2 separate regions of the Mus musculus genome follow, and region 2 is linked to region 1. A link is a contact called in public Hi-C data. All regions are on one chromosome and are shown on one strand. The core of a region is the stretch at or near the end of the contact, and the rest is flanking DNA. Distances in the headings are between cores, read along the strand shown.

Region 1 (6,043 bases), core at 557-3,056:
GCCTGATACGATAAAGTACGTTTGATTCTGGAATCCACATGGCAGAATGAGAGATCAGACTCCACCAGTTGTCCTCTGACCTCCACATTCATACCATGTGGTACATGCATGCCCACATACACAGAATAAATGTAAGGACATCACTAAACCCAACACCTGCAAATATATACACCTTCAACCTATACATATTTAATTCTATATATTGACACCAAAAAGATTGTTAAAATGCTTCTTTTAAAAAGAAAAAAAAAATCTTTCCACCAATGACACCAAGCCAATGGGCTTTTCCTTAGCCACAAACTTTTGGCTGCTCCATTATGATATGCCAGGATTTCAAATTAAGTAGCTGCCAAAGACGGCTGTGAATGGAAAATAGAGTTGGTACAGCCTTCCTGTACAGAGAAGCTCTTTAGACACAAGCATAAAAAAGGGTATCTATTACCCACGTTCTAACTCTGCCTTGCCAATTCTCAAGACTTCATTTAAAACATTACTGCAGAGCTGAGTTGGCCGTCTTCAGTAATCAGACCAAGGACCCACACATGCACGCACAGCCAAAGACATGTACTGCGTTACTTTACAAAATCCGGACAAGTCAGCACTTAGAATTCCACACAGCACTTCACATTGAAACCCAAAATCTTCCCACTCACAAGAGCCACCTGTTTACAGCACTGATCTCGAGAGCAGCTTTTATCTCTTACCCTGGCATCTAGAACTGGTATGAAATTTCTTTATAACAACGTGATTGTGTAGTCTCTCAAATTTAATTATGTTTTCCCCCTCTGGAGCTTTTTAACCAAGGCTAAATGCATTAACATACAACAAAATTCTCAATGTGTGGACAAAGATGCATAAAAAGTAACCTTTCATCCGAGCTATGTAACTGATTTTATTCTCTTTTGGCATGTTTGAAGTAACTCATCTACAGATTAGTTAGGCTTTTCCACACTTCTTTTTATCAGAACCCTACCATTCTTGATTTAGTTTTGAGAGAAAAGGGTTTGCAAAAACTGTAATAATCTCCCAGCTGGAGATGGCTGGAAAGTCTGCCAGTCCACATTGTCCCCTTAATTTGCAGGAAGGCTTTGCTGCTCTCATTTTATATGTGGAGCAGTTTGCACTGATAAGGTACTTATAGACTAGTTATCTTAGATTAATGAGAAGCTCAGTAAAATTTTATGTTAAATGGCTGTAAACTTTCTCTTTAAAACACCGCTCTGCATCTTCGGTTTTGATTCCATTAAAATCTTAACTCTCATAATCTGTCTTGATAGTTTTCATGCTAGTGGCAAAGGCAGTCTTAAAATGTTTAAGAAGTATTATTTTCAAATAGAGAAGGAATCCCAAATTTAAGGCTATGAATTCAGATGGACTGGCTGGAGCCTCGGGGCAAACACACGGGTTTAATCACACAGCTGTGGCTTCCAACTCTTGCCCTTCTCTGCCTTAGCAGTGAAGATGTCCCTGCCCCTCAAACCTACAACAATAATGCAAAAATATGATTCAGACAAGCGTGGTGCTTCTGGGACTTTGAACATTATGGCATTGATGTTAGTGGTACTTGGCAGTGTTCTAGTTACACACTTAACCCAAAAATGAGTTTAAAGTCAATGACTTGGTATTTCCTCTCCTTCTAAACTTCACACCAAAAAGCCTGCGTACCAAGAAGAATAAGTCAACTTCCACAATCCCTTTTGGTATCCGCATCCAGAAGCAAAAGTCAGACTCTGGAAAGTATGAGCTGCTGTTCCTAGATCTGCCCGAATGGAAGCAGAAAAGGCAGCGATGTGTCATACTCCAAGTGCTAAAATTACACATTCTCTGCTGTACTGAACACCAGTGAGGCAGAAGCTCATACCGTAAGCCCAGAGGTTATATCCCACACAGCAAGTTTATCTGCCGAGTAGAAATGACAGCATCGGAAACTGATAGGTGTTAATCTCTTCTTTGGTGAAGCCATGCGAAGCCTACAGCAGCTGCCTAACTGTGCTTTTACAGCCCAAGGAAGCCTTCCAAGGTAACACTGGCCTGGGAACTAGATCAGCAATTTTAGCTTCAGCCAAAGAAGGGGATAGATAGTGAAAACAACCTTATCCCCCAGTCACTAAGTTTTCTGACAAGCTAATTTTTACTAACTTTAATGTCTACCCTCCTGTGCATCGGTGAGACCCGTGTCTTTCTGTGTGTGTAGACAACATTAATAACTTCTAAATGCCGGCTACAAGAGATAAACTTCAGATAGCTATCGCTTCTTTAAAACCACTTATAAAAACTTCCAGGAAGAGTTTTAACTACTCACAGGCAGAACTGAGCTAAAAGGGAAAAAGGGAAACGTTTAGCCGCTGCTGCTGTAAAAGGTTTGACCACAAATCTCTGATTGTATCAGTTTAGAAACATGTAGACTTTGTACCATTTCTATATGATCTAATACACTGTGCCAGGATTCTGATGGAGAAACAAACTCCGTTCCTTGAGGCCTAGAATTTTCCATCTATATAAGTACTTACACCATTTAAAATAAATACAATACCCATCTTATTACCCACCCAGTCTTGCCAGGACATCTGAGATACCTGATCCCTCAAATCTTTTCTATCTAGTCTGCGAAAAACAAGTATTTCACCTAATCAGAAAGAATAGACATTTATTTAAACAGAAATCCAACACTCGCCATAAATCAAGTCTTTGAAGTATGTGAAGAAGGGAAGAAAAGCAATCAGTGACCTAACAAAGCTATGTTCTATGGCTCGCAATCACAGGCTCATCCAGGAAAAAGGAGTCAAAAAACTTAAAACAAAGTTACATGGAAATAGGCGTGACTTAACATTCCCACTTCCATATTTATATTTAGGCTATAAATTAGGTTAAGTACATAACTTCGTTCACGTTTTTGTGCCTATGGAGGGTCCTCTTTTCTAAAAGCCAACTTTAATCCAGTATTAATTTATAATAATTCTAGTAATGCTTACTTCATCAAAGGTTTGTGGCAGAGCACTAGCTACCTTTTAGACTGCTGTGCATTCCTGCTACACACCAAAGATAAGTGCTTACTGAGACAAATCAGATACAGTGTCTGCTGTGAAGACCCCACCACTGTACAATGCTACCACATGTACAAGAAATGTGACCCCCAATGAGTTTTCTATAGGACTATGAATTGCTTAAAAACTATGAATTAAAATATACGTATTAAGGGACAGTCCTCAATTCACATATTACGGCTTGTTTAAAAAAAAAAAAAAAAAGCAAATCCCAAATACTAGGTTAATATGCTCCCCTTTTGTAGACTTAAGCCATAAATTCTTCAAACACAATTAAACAAATTGGTTTTTCTCCTAATTACCGGCAGGAACTCAGCAGTGTAAAGCTATCTCTGTATTCTCTATAGCTTGGGAATTTAACTGGCCATGTTCAATATAATACACTCAGAGGATCTCAGAGCCCACTGCCTGTAAAATCTCCCATGGAGACTCAAGACCACCCATTGAAAACAGTACATTACTGCCCCAAGCAAGAAGCTAGTACACAGGACTGGTCACTCAAGTCTTTCAAATACTATTTTATTGAGGGATTGTGGGAGGTGGTGGAGAGGGAAGAGGGGGATTCATGAGTGGACGGGGGAGGAAAACTCAAGACATAGAAAAAACAGAAAATTCTAAAGCCTGGGTCTCTAGGGCATCCCCATTCCTCACTCTACCCCTACCTTTTAAAAGGCTACATAAACAAAGTAGTAAGTGCTCAGGTTCCGAGAGAATTATATTATCCTCCGTTTGAACAGCCCACAAAGCACTTTTATTTGAAAAGCTGCTTCTCTCCTGTTATAAACAATTTTACTCCACACTAATTTTCAGACGAGACTGGGGACTGTGAGAGGAGGCATTAGGAAAAATTCACTCCGTGTCTTTCAAAGACTTAAAGAGTTGATCCAATAAAGATCCTTTAGAGAAAACTTTAAGTCTATTTTTTTCCTCCAAGTAAGCAAATCATACATGAGGGCTTTTCTTCTCTGGAGGACTGCACCCTGTCCCTTTAAACGCCAGGCCTGCCCCATTTCCCACGCATTCAATGAAAGCCCCGCGTTTGCTGGCCTCCGGCCCACAATGTCAAGTAGTTTTCTTGCTATTGAATTTCAAGATTATTCTTTTGGATCATTTGCCCTTTAGTTTTAAGCACGCCACAGCAAAAATAATGTCATTCTACAATAACATAAAGAAAACTCTGAGCCCTTTACAAGCCCACAAGTAGAGAACACCTTGCCCTTTGGTTCCCCTTTACTGCAAAATATGCTCCGCTGCATAAGCTGCAAATAAAGGCTATTATCCACTATCTGGAGCTGCCGTGGCCTTGCCCATCCAGCAACAAGACAGACAAGTATACTCATTTCACAGCGTCTGCAGTCTCCAACAATCCACAGCGTTCAAGTCGGTCCTCTAGACCGCTCCAGTCCTTAACCCAGTCCACCGGGTACGCGGCTGGAATAAATCTTAAAATAGTGACTTTATTTAAAAACAATTATTTTATTGCCTGCTGTTTCCAGCTACACAGCTTTGTAAGTTAATGATTAGAACAGCAGTAGTCTCAGGTCAGTCCTACCTCCCTTGTTCACACACATACCTCAGTTCTAAGGGAAGGAATCCAGCCACCACCACAAAGGCCATTTAGAACTCTCTCAAAAGAAACAGAAATGGTTAAGTAAAAAATTAATCCACAGAACTAAATGAAGTCCAGGGAAAACAACGTCACCCCAAACGTGAATGTATAGAGCTTGGAGTGCCAGTCACACAAGCAGCTCACTGGAAACCCCCATGTCACAAAGATGAGTTTTTATACACAGTAGAAATTCTAACGTGGGGTTAATCTAACCATGACTGGTAAATTCTGTAAAAAGCACACAATGCTGGTACTTATTTGTGCTCGGCCTCCATTTGATATGTATCAGTCCATAGTACATCTATAGTAAGAAGTCTTTATGATAAAAAAGGAAAGATACTTTCTAAGAGGCCATAAATTAAAATCAACATTTATAATAAAGACACTCTTGAAGAAAACCGAAATTAAGCCTCCTGTTTCAGAAATATATTTTTTGCGTTGTTTTTAGGTTTTTTTTTTTTAATACTGTCAGATCAATCATGCTAATGAAGCATGTAGCTTTGCTTTCATTTTTCAAAACATGTAGTTATTTTCACAGCTTACATATGAAATCCAATTAAAACTACATTAGTGGCACCGGAGACATGCCTCAGCAATTGAATACTTGGTTGTGCAAAAGACTCTGGTTTCCAGCATCCCTTGCTCACGCTATCTGTACATATGGCATACACAGGGCACATGACACTCTCTATGGCCTCCTCATGCACCAGGCACATATATGGTACACAGACACATATGCGGCCAAAGCACACACGTAAAATAAAAATAAAATTATTTTTAAAAGCATATTATATCACTCATTAAAGACTTACTATTTTTAACTGTGTGCCATGCGTGTGTGTAGGCCAGAGGCATCAGATCCCCAGGAGCTGGAGTTACGCATGGTTGTAAAGCACCCAATAAGAGGGCTGGGAACAAACTCAATCACCTACCTGAGCAATGTAGGTTCTAAGTGCTGAACTAACTCTCCCGCCCTCCTGAAAGTGTTTTTGTGTAATATAAACCAGCTCTCCACCCAAAAAGGACTTTTTTCCCTACCCCGAGTGTATTATTTCTGCCTGACTTATTATTATTTCATGATCAACTTTAAACCACATACAAAGATCAGCAACCTGGAAGTGGGCCTCTCCTTCCAGGCTTAGGCTTTATTGATTACTAATCCTGTCACTATAAATCTGAGCAACTCCATGAACATCATTTCATGTGTAGTCAGTTTTTAAAGGGGGCTACAGGCTTTGGAAATGTTTCTAACACTACACATCGAGAAGATAAAATAACAAAGTTATCCAAAAAAAAAAAAAAAAAAAAAAAAGAGTCAAGCATTTGAAAGCTCTGTGTGTTCTCCTACAGTGTAATTCTCCCTCATCATCTTCAGCTTCCACATCCAAAG
Region 2 (6,727 bases), core at 1,276-3,775, 290 kb after region 1:
AGATGGTCATGATTTACAGGACAGGGATAGATTTTTGCCAGGCATGGTGTATTTGAGGCTCAACTGGTATATGTAGTGAGATCCAGGCCATCCTGGGCTACATGATGACTTTTTTTTTTTAAATAGTTTTAAGGATCAAATTATATGGTCATTTGTTTTGATATAAAGTTTATTAATCTGTAGCCTTTAATAGGCATGCTGTGCAAGTGTGTGTGGTATTCACACATGTAAAACTTTCACTAACTCTATTTAAGTCTTACCCAAGAAACAGTAGGTGATTATAGCTGAGATATGGATTATGGGCTACGATTAAAATTTTATATTATTTAAAATTTATCTCCTGGTTATTAAAAAATCCTTAAAATTTCCATAGATGATCCATTGTGATAGCTGAGATATGGGTTATGGGTTATGATTAAAATATTATATTATTTAAAATTCATCTTCTGGTTATTAAAAATTCCTTAAAATTATCATAGACCATCCTTTGTGACTGGAAGCCCTCCAGTGCTAGCCAATATTTTGCTTTTTTGTTCAAATTCTGCCTTGAACATATATACATGCAAACACTTAAGTTTTGAAAATGAGGCTTAATAAAAAAATGTTGTTATAGCTTTTCAACATAGTCATTTTTATATGTGATTATAGTAATCTATAACATTAATATTATTTTTTTATTTCATGACAATTAGAGATTATTTGGAAATTTAGCTAAGCATGTATCATTAATTTATAGACAGAGCTCCTGTCTGTCCCTGCCTCCTTTTATTAGAGCAAGCTGAACAGTGGAGCATAGCCAAAGCTACCATGTTTTCATGTTTTCTCTCCTCTGCAAGCCTCAAATCTCCTCTACTGTTCCTTTCTTCTCCATACTTCCTATCTCATCTCATTGCTCCCCAGGAGCCCTGAGTCTCTCCAGGGTTAATAGCCAGCAGGCGTAGGAAAATGCCTTGTATACAAATCCTCCAGCATCCTGAAAGAGCCACTGCCAATAGCTCACTGGAGGTTTTACAGTGACTTTGTGCCCTTTGCTGATTTCTTTAGCCTTCTGGCCAGAGGGAGGGTGTGACTGCCTGCAGAAGAGGAAAAGGTTGCTACTGAGATATTTTGAGGGTTCGTACCTCTGTGCTAGTGATTATACTTGATGGCTATAGTCCTCCACTGTGTTTTTGTTTTTTCTTTATGAGGCAATCTGATAATTGGAGTCAATGGTTTTGTACGTATAATTGTGTCTGGCAAACCATCACCATAGACAATGTTGTTCTGTGCTCACTTTCTCTGATTAATGGAGCATGGTCAAACAGACAAGGACATAGGTTGCAGCCATGGGAACAGAGACTCAGAGGATTCTGGGTATATGATGCATGGTAGTCACTAGTTACAGATGGCGGTAAAATCATTGCTCTGAAAGAAGGGGATCATGGCCTGTTTCTCATGTTAATTATTTTCTCTTTTTCTCCTCCTCCTCCTCCTCTTCCTCCTCCTCCTCCTCCTCCTCCTCCCCCTCCTCCTCCTCCTCCTCCTCCTCCCCCTCCCCCTCCTCCTCCTCCTCCTCCTCCTCCTCCTCCTCCCCCATCTCCTCCTCCTCTCCCTCCTCCTTCTCCTCTTCTTTTTCTTCCTCTTCCTTCTCCTCTTCCTCTTTCTTCTTCCTCTTTTTAAACTTTTTTTTTTAATTTTACCTGTGTTGGTATTTTGCCTAAGTGTATATAAGTTCATCGTGTCTGTGTGTACGTGGTGTCCGTGGAAGACAGAAGAAGGCATCAGATTTCCTGAGACTGGAGTTATGTACAGTTGTGAGCTGTGTATGTATGTATGTATGTATGTATGTATGTATATTGTATGTTGTGAGTTATACAGTTGTGTGCTTGTCAGCTGTGGGTGCTGGGAATTGATTTCTGGTCTTCTACAAAAGCATTAACCATGAAGCCATCTCTTTATCCCCTAATATTTAAAGTTCTAGCTTAAAATGTTTGTACTAAAGTCCTTTTTGGATTTCTCCAGATACTCTGAGTTTGTCAACTCTTAGACTTAGATTTTTATTTTTTTCATTTCACATAGTATGTTTATGATCCTTATCTTAGTTCCTGTGGTAACTTTATTTTTTTTTTCAGTTGTTAGATGATTTTCCATTAGATATAACTGCAGTGTTAACATGCTCACCTTGTTGTGTATAGATTTTCGTTTCTTTTTAAATTCTCACCTGGTCATATGTAAGGAAGAGGCCAAGGCCAAGGCTGCAGAGAGCAGGGAGAATGCTGCTTATTGATTGGCTCAGTTGCTTGGGGAAGATGATGTTCTCTGTAGTGGCTCCATTCAGATGCTTGCATCTTCTCCTCCCTTCACATCTGCAGGAGGCACTCGAGAGGCTTTTATTGACCACAGAGCTAGATAAGTAGGAGCTTTCTGTTGCTGGAAGAGTGCACTTGCAAGTGTGTCTTCCCTTTTGACTATGTGCTTGCCCTCTTTGTCAGAACACAGCTCCTTCTGAAGAAGCATGAAATCATCCTCTCTCACCACAGCACTCCTGTCTTCACAGTCACATGACTCACGCATTCAAAAGGTCTGTGCTCAGACTGAGCTTGGAGCAGGCATACCTGCACCACACCATTCAGGAACTGGAGTACACAGTCTGTGATTACATAGCATCCATTTGTCTAGACGTTACAGTCATGATGGTCATTGCAAAAAGGGCTTCATTCTCAATGGGATAATCGGAGAAATTTAAATAAAGTTTCTCTTTATAATTGTGTTTGCAAAGTTTATGGAAATTCATTAGACACAATGAATCATCCGAGAGTAGCTAAGGTCCTTTGGCCGTGTAGGGAGGGTAAAAGACATGCATGTCACAGTTATAGCTGCCTAAGGGGAGACAGCCTTCTAAATAAGGGTGCAGGCAGCCTGTAGTAACCTGTTGGACAGTGTTTAGGGAATAAGTTCCCTGACTGTACTGTGTTTTCACTCTTTGATCTCCTGCCAGGGCCTTTCATTGGTTGACACAATGAGCAGCCTTTTGATGCATTTCTTACAGCTTAGTTCTGGAGGCTACAGGGCAGTGTTGAGAATGGTAGGGGTAAGTGTGGAGGAGTCAGTAGAAACTGTTCCCAACAGATGTTCTCAGAACTGTGTGCGTGTGAGTGTGTGCATATGAGTGTTTGTGTGTGTGTGTTGTATGTGCATGTTTATGTATGTGTTTTGTTTATGTGTGTCAGTAGACCAGAGGTTAATATTTTGTGTATATTTATTATATGTTCATGTGTACATATGTGTATGCATGTGTGTAGACTAGCAGTTGATTATATGCGTGTGTTATGTGTACATGTCTATATATGTGCATGCATGTGTATGGACCAGAGTTGACATTATATGTGTTATTTGTCCATGCCTATGTATCTGTGTTCATGTGTATAGACTAGAGATTGATTGACATTGTGTGTGTGCATGTTGTATGTGCATGTCTATGAATGTTTGTGCATGTGTATAGGCCAGAGATGGACATTGTGTGTGTGCATGATGTATGTGCATGTCTATATATGTGTATGTATGTGAGGCAGAACTTTTTGGTTGTATGTGTGCCTTGCCATTTAGGTAGATTGTCTGACTAGCAATTTGCTGGCATCCTCTGTCTTTGACTCACCAGTGCTGGAGTGCCATGTGTGTTCTGCCTCACTTGGCCTTTTTGCATAGGTGTTGGGGATCAAATTTATGTCTTCATGCTCTGCAGTGTTCTTTACCAACTGAGCTATATCCCCAGTCCCTCTCCTTACTTTGTATGGGTAAGTTTGGTTGCAACCAGGGGATTATACAGAAAGAGAGAAGGATACTTAATTATTGTGCCAGTGAGTACTTACTTTAAATCATGGTCATTTAAAGGAGACCTTGAGGTAAAAATATTCCTAGTTAAGTTTGGATGTGGCTGGGTGGACCCTTGTTTTTGTGTTCCTACTGGAGGACCATGTATTTCCTGTTTGTTTTCCCACTGTGGTTTGTTTAGCTTTCATGCTTTGTTTTTGTTTCTGTATTGGGCAGCCTCTAGTGGTTCTTGTGGAAATGGCACCCAAATATGAACCCAATGGTAATTGGTTTTTGACATCTGTTGTCTTCTGATCCTACATTTTTATGTTGTCTTGTAGTTCTTACAGTGTCATATAGCAAAGTGAGCTTCATTAGCATAGGTTCCTTTGTAGACAGAGGAAGTAAGGAGTGAGTTTTTCAGATTCTAATGTGTGCTAACATTCCTACAGAATTGGCATAGTTCTAAAAGGTCTGTCTGAAAACATCCAAAGGACAAGAGGACTCATCCCATGAAAAGCTAGAAATAGTGTGCTTCATGTCGATAACCAGCAAGTCTCGTGTTCCTGTAGAACACATCAAGAGTATATTTTTGAAGAACAGAAGGGGATATTTAGGCTATCTGGATAGGTGTCTTTCACTTGGCAAGAAGGGAACATGGCAGAAATAAGGCCATAGGGAGAGTCATGATGGTTCCTTATTTGAGGTCAGAGGCTGTATAGTTTTTTGGCAGTGTTGTTTGTTTTTGTTTGTTTGTGCAGTGAAAGCTATTGGGTGGTATTAAGAACATAAAGGGCAACTTCAGCTTCTGGCTAGAGGACACTATAGGGGTGATCACGAGGAAGAAGTGACTAAAGATACAGCTTTTATATTAGTATATTTGAAGAAGACAAAGATAATAACTAGGCAAGGCTTTATGAGAATGGTTGTAAAAGGAGGACTCTGAAGATGGAGCCACAAGAACTTGCCAGTAGATGATCTGTAAGAAATGAAGAAGAATGAAAGCTAGGATACCTGAGCACTGTAGTACTTTGTTCCCATTTGGGAGCATTGAAGGCAGAGATGGTGCTCAGTGGTTTCCTGTTTGCTTGGTGAAGTTCAACCTGAGACAGAGCTGGATGCCTGTGCACCGGTTAGGAAGGAACATGCCTCTTCTGGACATCTCACATTTATTTGGGTTTTGAACTCTTGTTATTTTATTCCAGCATTGGAAGAATTCTTTACATCTCTTGTGAGACAAGAGATGGTGAATATGCCCCGTGGGATATATCACTCTGCATTGAAAGGAGGCGTGCGCTCAGACCAAGGGAAGACAGTAGCAGGAATCCCGAACTTCATATTGAAGACATACGAAACAAACAAGCAACCAGGATTGAAACCTGGCCTGGCAGGTAAGAATACTGCACTTGGTGAAGTGCAGGTTTACAGTGTCATGTCTCAACTTGTGCTTCCATGTGAAATTGTAATAAGTTACATGGTAGGACATTGCTTGGCTGCTGCTCACATTTACACACAGCTGGAACAGTTACAACAAACAACCGAATTGAAAAGGAATTCAAAAAATGCAGAAGCAAAGATAAATAGATAGCTTCAAATTCCAGAATGGGGAGACTATTTTAGACCTTTTTACCCCTTGGAACATATTCTATTCTAACTGTGGATTTGATTGGCAGCTGGCTCAGGCCAGAGGTTAGGTCTTGTTGGAGAAGTGGCCAACAAATGTATGGAAACAATTTTAATATTCTTAGTTATCAGGGAAATGCAAATCATGAATCTATTGAGACTCCAGCTTGGTCCAGTCAGAAGAGCCATTACAAGAAAAGAAACAGGAAATGAAGATAAAGACATAGAAAACATAGAGAACAAGGGATACTCATACACTATTGCTGAAGCTGTATATTAGCCTAGCCACTATGGAAGTCAGTATAGATGTTGCCCAGCAGGGAGAACTAGAAGTACCACATGATCCCATGTACTGCTTTTTGGTTTTACAATAAGTATTCCAAGTTAGCATATAATATAGTAGTATACTTGCAATTTAACATTTATTAAGACATTGTTCACAAATCAGCCTGTGCCCATTAGCAGATAAATTAACAATAACAACAATAATAATAATAAATCATAGTTTATAAAATATGGATTTTTATTCCTCCATTAAGAGAAGAAAAATCATGTCATTTGCAGGAAAACTATTTGTCGTCAAACTGAGCCATAAGAGTCAGATTCAGAAGGACATACTGAATGTTTGCAATCTAGATTTTAAAAATAGGACATGAAAGTGGAGGAGACTATTTAGGAAGAGGAGGGGTTCTAAGAGGAGGTAGGGACTAAGAGGTGATGATGGCATGAATATGGTCAAAGCACAAGATGTACATATGCAGAAGTGACACAATGGAGTCAATTATTATACACCAATAAAGGTACTTTAAATTTTAATTGTAATTATGTAATAGTGAAGGCAGACCATATAATAGCTTGTAGGATGTAGCTACCATGTTTTTCTGTTGACTGGTTGTTTTTGTGTGTATGTATATACATAAGAGTAAGTGGTATATATGTGTGAAGATGCACTGTGTGTGTGTCTGTATGTGTATGAATGTATTCACCTGTGTGTATGTTTGTGGAGGTCAGAGGATACAGAATGCCTTTATATATTACTTTCCACCTAATTCCTTTAAGATAGTTTCTCACTGAACCTGGGTCTGTGCTAGTAGCTAGACATTCTCATGTTTCCATCCCCACAGTATTAGAATTACACGTATACAAATGGCCGTGTGTGTGTGTGTGTGTGTGTGTGTGTGTGCAAATTCAAGCTCTCATGCTTTTTCCCACTGAGCTACCACAGAGGTTTTTAGAGGGAAATTCTCTTACTTTGCTTTCTGTTGCTGTGATAAAACACTGTGAGCAAAAGCAAACTTGGGGAGGGAAGGTTTAT

Evidence for each region. Hi-C and Micro-C count contacts between places; a contact is called where the count stands out from the background.
Region 2: a contact with region 1 is called in a Hi-C map of Th1 cells, with 4 times the contacts expected there. The contact joins two enhancer-like sites. A contact is called at or near these places in 1 of 15 datasets of contacts at CTCF or cohesin (large pre-B cells), 2 of 484 Hi-C or Micro-C datasets (Th1 cells and bone marrow-derived macrophages), 3 of 115 datasets of contacts at active chromatin or transcription factors (embryonic basal ganglia, embryonic hindbrain and forebrain) and 1 of 9 other capture datasets (embryonic stem cells).

What each region holds. Positions count from the first base shown.
Region 1 is chr4:88,013,590-88,019,632 of GRCm38.p6, forward strand. The region is part of intron 2 of Mllt3 (myeloid/lymphoid or mixed-lineage leukemia; translocated to, 3); the gene reads right to left. Among named protein-coding and RNA genes, the nearest start is that of Mllt3, 17 kb to the right of the region's middle. Within about 2 kb of position 1,807, at least 40 of the 459 cell types and tissues checked have an H3K27ac peak or open chromatin away from gene starts, as enhancers often do. A contact at or near this core is called in Th1 cells, where this site is marked.
Region 2 is chr4:88,298,451-88,305,177 of GRCm38.p6, forward strand. It overlaps Focad (focadhesin), which reads left to right. Exons shown (of 44, transcript NM_001081184.1): 20 at 4,995-5,180. Among named protein-coding and RNA genes, the nearest start is that of Hacd4, 140 kb to the right of the region's middle. Within about 2 kb of position 2,526, at least 21 of the 459 cell types and tissues checked have an H3K27ac peak or open chromatin away from gene starts, as enhancers often do. A contact at or near this core is called in Th1 cells, where this site is marked.